Regions from separate parts of the Triticum aestivum genome. Here region 2 is linked to region 1. The links are chromatin contacts, called in public Hi-C maps. All regions are on one chromosome and are shown on one strand. Each heading gives the region's core, a stretch centred on a gene start, on an enhancer-like site or on the middle of the called end of the contact. The rest is flanking DNA. Distances are from core to core; before and after follow the strand shown.

Region 1 (3,520 bases), core at 393-2,892:
TGGATAGGGTTAAATATATGTGAGGTCGGATGATCACAATGGACCGGATCCGACGCGGCGGACGCATCCGGCATATATCTGCCTCAGATATGAGCGCGTTTAGGGAGTGCCCGTCAGTCTAGATGTGAGTAAATTGCTGAAAGCCACCACATTTGTGGCTGAGATACTACAAAACCACCGCTTTTGTCCAAAGTCACAAAAAACCACCAACTCTGTGGCAAGTGAATAACAAATCGCACTAATTCGAAACTAAGCGCGTCTAATAGCAAAACTGACGGGTGGGACCCGTCTATCCGAGCTGACGTGGCGAAGACTAGTCCTAGTCAATGGTTGACATGATGAGATGGACGGGGGGTCCCACCTGTCAGTCACACCTCCTCTCTTCTCTCCTTCTTCCTCCCCACATATCTCTCTCGCTCACTACCAATAGCGCCGCCCCTCCCCGCCGCCTGACACCGCCCCTCTCAGAACGCCTCCCCACCGCTGGGCGCCGGCCGAATCTAGTGCGTCGTAGTCATCTACGCCCGCTGCCCCTCCCCGCACACAGTCCCCTCCCTGTTCGCCCCCGGGCTCGCAACGGCGACCACACCAGCGCCGGGCGGAGGGGGCTCAGATCGAGCTCGAGCTCGGCTCTGGAAGCCCCGCCGCACTGTCCATGGCCAGATCAGGCGACCCTGGAGCCCCGCCTGCCCTATCGTTTGCGACCTCCTCCACAGATGCGTGGCGGCACCGCCTGTGCGGGAGCGGGGCGGTGGCGCTGCAGGCGCGGACTCGGGATGGCGGCGGCCGGGGGTGACGAGACTGCAGGCGCTGTGAGGGGCGGCGACGGCACAGGTGTAAGTGTGGGGCAGCGGCGCTCCAGGCGGACGTGGGATGGCGGCGGGCGCGTGGCGGCGGCGCTGGAGGCGCATGCGCGGGGCAGATGCGTTACAGGCGCGGGGCAGCGGCGTTGTGGGATGGGGCGGGGCTTGCCGGCGGGCGCACCTCCTTGAGCTCGGCCTCCAGCCGCCGGTGGAGTTCTTTGTTTGAGCCGGCCGCCGGTGGAGTTGATGAGAAGGCGACGGAGAGAAGTTTGAGGAGGAAGAAGAAGGTGTTAGACAGACAAGTGGGACCCCTGTCCACCTCAGCTAGTCAAACATTGACTAAGATTAGTCTTCGCCACATCAGCCCAGATATATGGGTCCCACCCATCAGTTTTGCTATTAACGCGGCTTAGTTTCGAATCAGTGCGATTTGTTATTCACTTGCCACAGAGTTAGTGGTTTTTTGTGACTTTGGACAAAAGTGATGGTTTTGGAGTATCTGAGCCACAAATGTGGTGGTTTTCAGCAATTTACTCTCTAGATGTTAAATTTGCGTCTGCGGAGGGACCGGGCTGCCCGGCGGGACGTTTGGGCGGATACGAGGTCCCGTTGTAGATACTCTGAAACTTTGATGAGGTTCCCAGATCACCGGGAGGCTCTACCGCTCACTTGTCGGTGGGCAAGTCTGCCTGCCCCGTCCACCACCAACATCGTCCCGCGTCATCGCGCACGCACGGGAGGCAGCAATGGCACGCCACCCGTTCGGGCGTGCCCCACGCGGCCCAATTGTTGAGCTTATCCATGCGATTCATATTGGCGATGACGAGGCTGCAGCTCGCGGTCGCTGTCGCCGTGGCGCCCGGTCCTCCGGGTTCCTGTTCCACTTCCACAGCAGTTCGACGACCCCCGCGCCATATCTCGCGCTGCCGGGGCCTCCTTCCAGGCGGACGTGGATCCTCTGACTTTACAATCCCTGCCATACCCTGCCTTTGAGTCACTGACAGGTGGGCCCCATGCTTTGTGGATCCTCTGACTTTGCAGTCCCTTCCAGGCGCAATGTCGGTCGTCGCCGCTGCCGCCTCCATTCACCCCAGCGCCACCGCCGACGGGTCCCCGCCGCAGATGGCGACGACGCGTCTCGAGCGCGGGTCCCTGCTGGTCGGCGGGCGCGAGCTCCTCTCCCAGTGCCCGCCCGAGGTCACCCTACGCGCGGCCGTCGCTGACGCCGCCCCGGGCGCCGCGTTCCTCGGCGCCAGCGCGGCGGCGCCGTCCAGCCGCCACGTCTTCTCCCTCGGCACCATCCCCAAGTAGGTGGTCACCTAAGGCTTGTTATGCTTGCGCAGCGCGCGCGTCGGTCCGAGATACTAATGCTCGTGGTGGTTGCTGTGCAGAGGATGGAGGTGGCTGTCGCTGTTCAAGTTGAAGATCTGGTGGATGGCCCCGAAGACGGGCGCGGACGCGGCGGGCGTGCCGGCGGAGACGCAGATGCTGCTTCTGGAGAAGAGGGGGAACGGGGCCGAGGACGCGGGGTACGCTCTGATGCTGCCAGCCCTCCATGGCGATTTCCGGGCTAGCCTCCAAGGGAGTCCCGAGAATGAGCTCCAATTCTGCTTCGAGAGTGGTAGGCAGACTTCACCTTGACTTATGAATGTTATGGTGCTTGGCTCAAATTGTGCGATGCTTGGAATCTTAGTGGAATGGTCGACTCTTTGCTAGGTGATCCTGATGTGCAGACGAAGGACGCTGTTGATGCGGTATTCGTCAACTCAGGGGATAATCCTTTCAAGCTTATTAAGGAATCAATCAAGTAATGCCATACTCAAAGAGTACTATATTACGACTACAACGGCATGGATTTTATTTGTTCTATGTGGAAGTGGCTCACTTGCATCTTCTGTAGGGTACTGTCCAAGATCAAAGGAACTTTCAGTCATATAGAGAGCAAGGAGGTATATATATAAGCAGGTTTTACACTTTTATCACCTAACAATTAGACTAAGGTTGTTGATCTTGGACATATCTCAATTTATTTGATTGTGACAAGTCTTTTGTAAATTTGCTACAAATGTCAGACCCCTGCAAACTTAGACTGGTTTGGATGGTGCACTTGGGATGCATTTTATAAAGCTGTCAACCCAGTAGGGATTGAAGAGGGCCTTCAAAGGTATACAAGAATTGAGTTGATCTTTGATTTGCAGGTGTTCATTATGTAATTTGCCGCACCCTTCATTTTTATTTTTTTCCTGAATACACCTCCTTCATTTGATAATTGCCATTTACTGATGATGCTGTCCCTGTAAAATAGTTTGCGTGAAGGAGGCGCACCACCAAGGTTTCTGATTATAGATGATGGTTGGCAAGAAATAGTTAACGAATTCAAGGAAGTGGATGGAGCTCTTGTTGAAGAGACTGTGTATGTATATCAGCCTTTGCTAATACATACAAAAAAGAGTGTGTGCTACGTCTGATTTTCATCTTAACATTGCCAGGTTTGCAGAGAGGCTGGTTGATCTGAAGGAGAATGACAAGTTCAGGGGAGAAGCCTGCAAGAATCTGGGAGATCTTGTCAAGAAAATCAAAGAGACACATGGAGTCAAGTACTTGATTCTTATTGCAATACTTTACTATATGCCTAATACTCCCTCCGTCCGGAATTACTTGTCATCAAAATGGATGAAAATGGATGTATCTACAACTAAAATACATCTAGATACATC
Region 2 (3,520 bases), core at 342-2,841, 300 kb before region 1:
CGATATCACATGGACGAAGAAGGATCGCTAACTAATACAGAACTAAGCAGCTAACATGGTTGAAAAACGTCGGGAGGTCTCGATGGAAGGCAGAGGGGGTATAGCTCCATTTTGCCTTTCAGACTGTAGAAAGCGGTCACCTGATCGATAAAAAAATCAATGCGGGTAAGATTGATCACATCTAATGCATAATCTCTTAGTAGTACGTGCATGTGGGAGTGACAAATAAACAAGAACATTTAAAGGAGAAAAAAAGCGTAGCAACTATTTCTTCAGAGAAAGAAGTGCTCGCTTGGGCAAATGAACACATTGTATTACACCATGGCCATGCTTATGGACCGAACACCAGGAAAGAATAAAATACCGTAAGACACACAACGAGCCTACCGTTGTCCTCTTCTTGGACCCCTTCTGGTCTGCTGGGGAGAGTCGACGTCATCTGCCAGGGCGTATCAGTGCCAACATGAAGGATGTTGCGTGCTTGAACAGCTCCATCCAAGGCAACAGAATAACAAAAAATATACCATTAGCTAGACAATTCTTCAAATTGACTTGAACCAAATAATTTGGGATCTTTTATGGATGTGCTATCAGTTTGAAGTTTGAGCCCAAAGGTACGGAACAGACACAAAAAAGAGGCAGAAAATGATTGCATATGCGTAGCTCAGTGAGGAAATCCAGTCCATGGAATTGGAATCAGCGGGGCGTGAGCCGCACACACCTGCGTAGAGCCGGGGATAGGTCGCCGCTCTGGTTCTGTTGCTTTGTCTCTCTCCTCGCTCAAGGAGAAGTTGGGATGGGCTAGGTCCAGCGGCAACGGGTTCTCATTACCGATTGAGAAAAGGGGCAGTGTTGGGAGAAGCATACGCCGTCAAGGTGGATGACCTGCGAGCCGGTGGCGGCGGCGGACCTTGGATCCGCCCAAGGTTGAGATCGCCAGAGAGGAGAGGTCGGCAGGACTACTTGGGAGGGATGGGTCCACTCGTCTATCCCCTCGCGTTGGATCCCCTCGTGGCGCGTCGGCTGGATCCGTTCCACGAGGGTGTAATGGATCCCTCGAAGCCCAGGAAGTAGAATGGGCTGGCGGACGAGCCCAGTTTACCAGAGGCCGTCGTTTCGGCCCGTGGAGCAGCAGGCCATAGGACAGCTGGGCCAGAATTGACACAGTGCGGAACAGACTGGTCTACGTAGAAGATCTGACGGCCAGAAACAGTCCAATCACAAAAACGGACAGCTGTAAACGCAAATCGCTGTGAGGGCAGGAATTAGGTGCGGTTATACTGTCCTTAATTGCGTATCAGGAATTCAGGAGGGAACAGAATCAGCTAGCGGTCCTTCCTGACGGAGAGCAACTCGGCAACCGTCTTCACTTGGCGCCGGAGCACGCTCTGTTCATCGAAAGTGAGGCGGAAGATGCTGCCGTACGGGGCCGCACTGCACTGCATTTCCCCCGATGAAAGCGAGATTGCTGCGTGCGTGATTGATCCCAGGTTGATGCCCGATCGGTCGCTGTATCGATCGGGCAGCAGGCCTCTCGGTCGCGTCGCACGCTGACGCGAGGCGACCGCGACTTGCATGCCGGTTAGCCTGCACGCCGCCCCGACACCTTGCCACGAGCTGTCAAAGCGAGCACTGTGCCGACGGGTCGCCTCCGAGCCGAACCGTCCCAGCCAGGCGTATTACAGAGTTGCGACTCGCGCGTGGCAACCCGGAACCCCGCGCGCGCGTACAAATAGGCCCCCCGCCCGGCCGCGAACACGGCACGACCTTCCATTCCAATCGAGCCGACCCGCGCCGCCTCCCCGATGAAGCTTCTCCCGCGCCTCTGCATGGCCACAAGCAGCGCCGCCGCGGCCGACAGCGACGCCAGCAGCAACAAGCTCGGCTCGGTCGCCTCCACCTCCTCCTCCACCGTCTCCACGTCCTCCTCCGCCGCCGCCGCCGCGGTCTCCGAGGCGTCCTCGTCCACGTCCCTCCCGTCGCTCTCCGCCGCGACGTCGAATGCCGCCTGCCGCGCCGCCGCCTTCGCCCACGTCGCCACGCTGCTCCCTCCGCCCACGGCGGCGGCCGCGGCGTCAGCGGCAGCGGCTGTCGCGGTGGTGGACGGCTCGCATGGTTTCGTCGTCGCCAGGCCGGCGTCCGTGGCCCTCCACGACCTCTGCACCCTGGAGCCGACGTCCACCTCCGACCCGGGTCACGACACCGCGACCGCCGGCTCGGTCAAGTGCGTGGCGCACGTCCACGGAGGCAAGGCCGTGACGGGCCACCAGGACGGGAGGCTGCGGCTCTGGCGAGTCTCCTCGCGCGCGCCCGCCCGGATCCGCCTCGCCGCCGCGCTCCCCACGGTCTCCGACCGCCTCCGACGCTTCCCGGTCCCGTCCAACCACGTCGCCGTCCGCCGCCACCACCGCCGGCTCTGGATAGAGCACGCCGATACCGTGTCCGGCGTCGCCGCGTCCACGGACGGCCGCCTCCTGTTCTCCGTCTCCTGGGACAAGACGCTCAAGGTCTGGGCGATCCCGTCCCTCCGCTGCTTGCAGTCGTTGCCGGCGCACGACGATGCCGTCAACGCGGTCGCCGTCGCGCCGGACGGCACGGTGTACACTGGCTCCGCCGACAGGCGCGTTCGTGTCTGGGCGCCCAGGCCCGCGTCCGACAAGACCACCAAACGACAGAGCAAGAAGCCGGTTTACTACCTGGTGGCCACCCTCTCCCGCCACACGGCGGCGGTGAACGCCGTGGCCGTCGGGTGCGGGGGGCAGGTGCTGTACTCCGGCGGCAACGATCGCTGCGTGGTGGTGTGGGAGCGGGAGGACAGCGCGAGCCACATGGTCGCGATCGGGGCGCTGCGGGGGCACCGCAAGGCGGTGCTCTCCATCGCGTGCGCGGGGGACGGGCTGGTTGTGAGCGGGTCGGCGGATCACACGGTTCGGGCCTGGCGGCGCGAGACGGACGGACGGGGGCACACGTGCGTCGCCGTGATCGACGGGCACGGCAGCGCTGTCCGTTCGGTGGCGGTGGCTCTCGTTCCGGGCAAGAAGCAGCTGCAGGGAGGAGACGACGACGGCGAGGAGGAATGGAGGGTGTGCAGCGCCAGCCTTGACGGCGAGGTGCGGGTCTGGTCGTTGCGGGAGACGACGGGTTTGTAGTAGGTTGGATTTGCTACGATTTTTGACGTTGGAATTTGGAAAGTGCGTTTCCTGATTTTTGATCTGATCTTGATAGTTGAGATAGGGATACGTACGGTCGTGTACATACAGGAAAGAGGTAATTTATCTACCTGTATTTTCTGGACTTCGGCGAACTTCTTGTGGTGAATCCAATGCACATTGCCTGAGACTTATTGGCACAATTGACCTCTTTTAGCCATTTACCCCACGGGATTGTAAATCTCAATCGAACCAAGTCTCAGTCGATGCTATATTCATGAGATGTTGCGTGAAGATTTATGCAAAAAAGAGGGATTTTTTATATTTGTTATTATGTCACTTGATTTAGACTTAGTTATATCCCAGTGGAC

Evidence for each region. Hi-C and Micro-C count contacts between places; a contact is called where the count stands out from the background.
Region 2: a Hi-C map of leaf shows a contact between it and region 1, with 4 times the contacts expected there. The contact joins the promoter of LOC123041546 here to the promoter of LOC123045772 in region 1. A contact is called at or near these places in 2 of 5 Hi-C or Micro-C datasets (both in leaf).

The regions. Positions count from the first base shown.
Region 1 is chr2B:518,615,959-518,619,478 of IWGSC CS RefSeq v2.1, reverse strand. LOC123045772 (probable galactinol--sucrose galactosyltransferase 2) reads left to right here and starts at 1,642. Exons shown (of 14, transcript XM_044468947.1): 1 at 1,642-2,110; 2 at 2,195-2,424; 3 at 2,520-2,610; 4 at 2,704-2,752; 5 at 2,876-2,967; 6 at 3,109-3,216; 7 at 3,293-3,400. The coding sequence starts at 1,860.
Region 2 is chr2B:518,920,566-518,924,085 of IWGSC CS RefSeq v2.1, reverse strand. It overlaps LOC123041546 (protein JINGUBANG-like), which reads left to right and starts at 1,591. Exons shown (of 1, transcript XM_044464144.1): 1 at 1,591-3,352. The coding sequence starts at 1,806. The coding sequence ends at 3,149.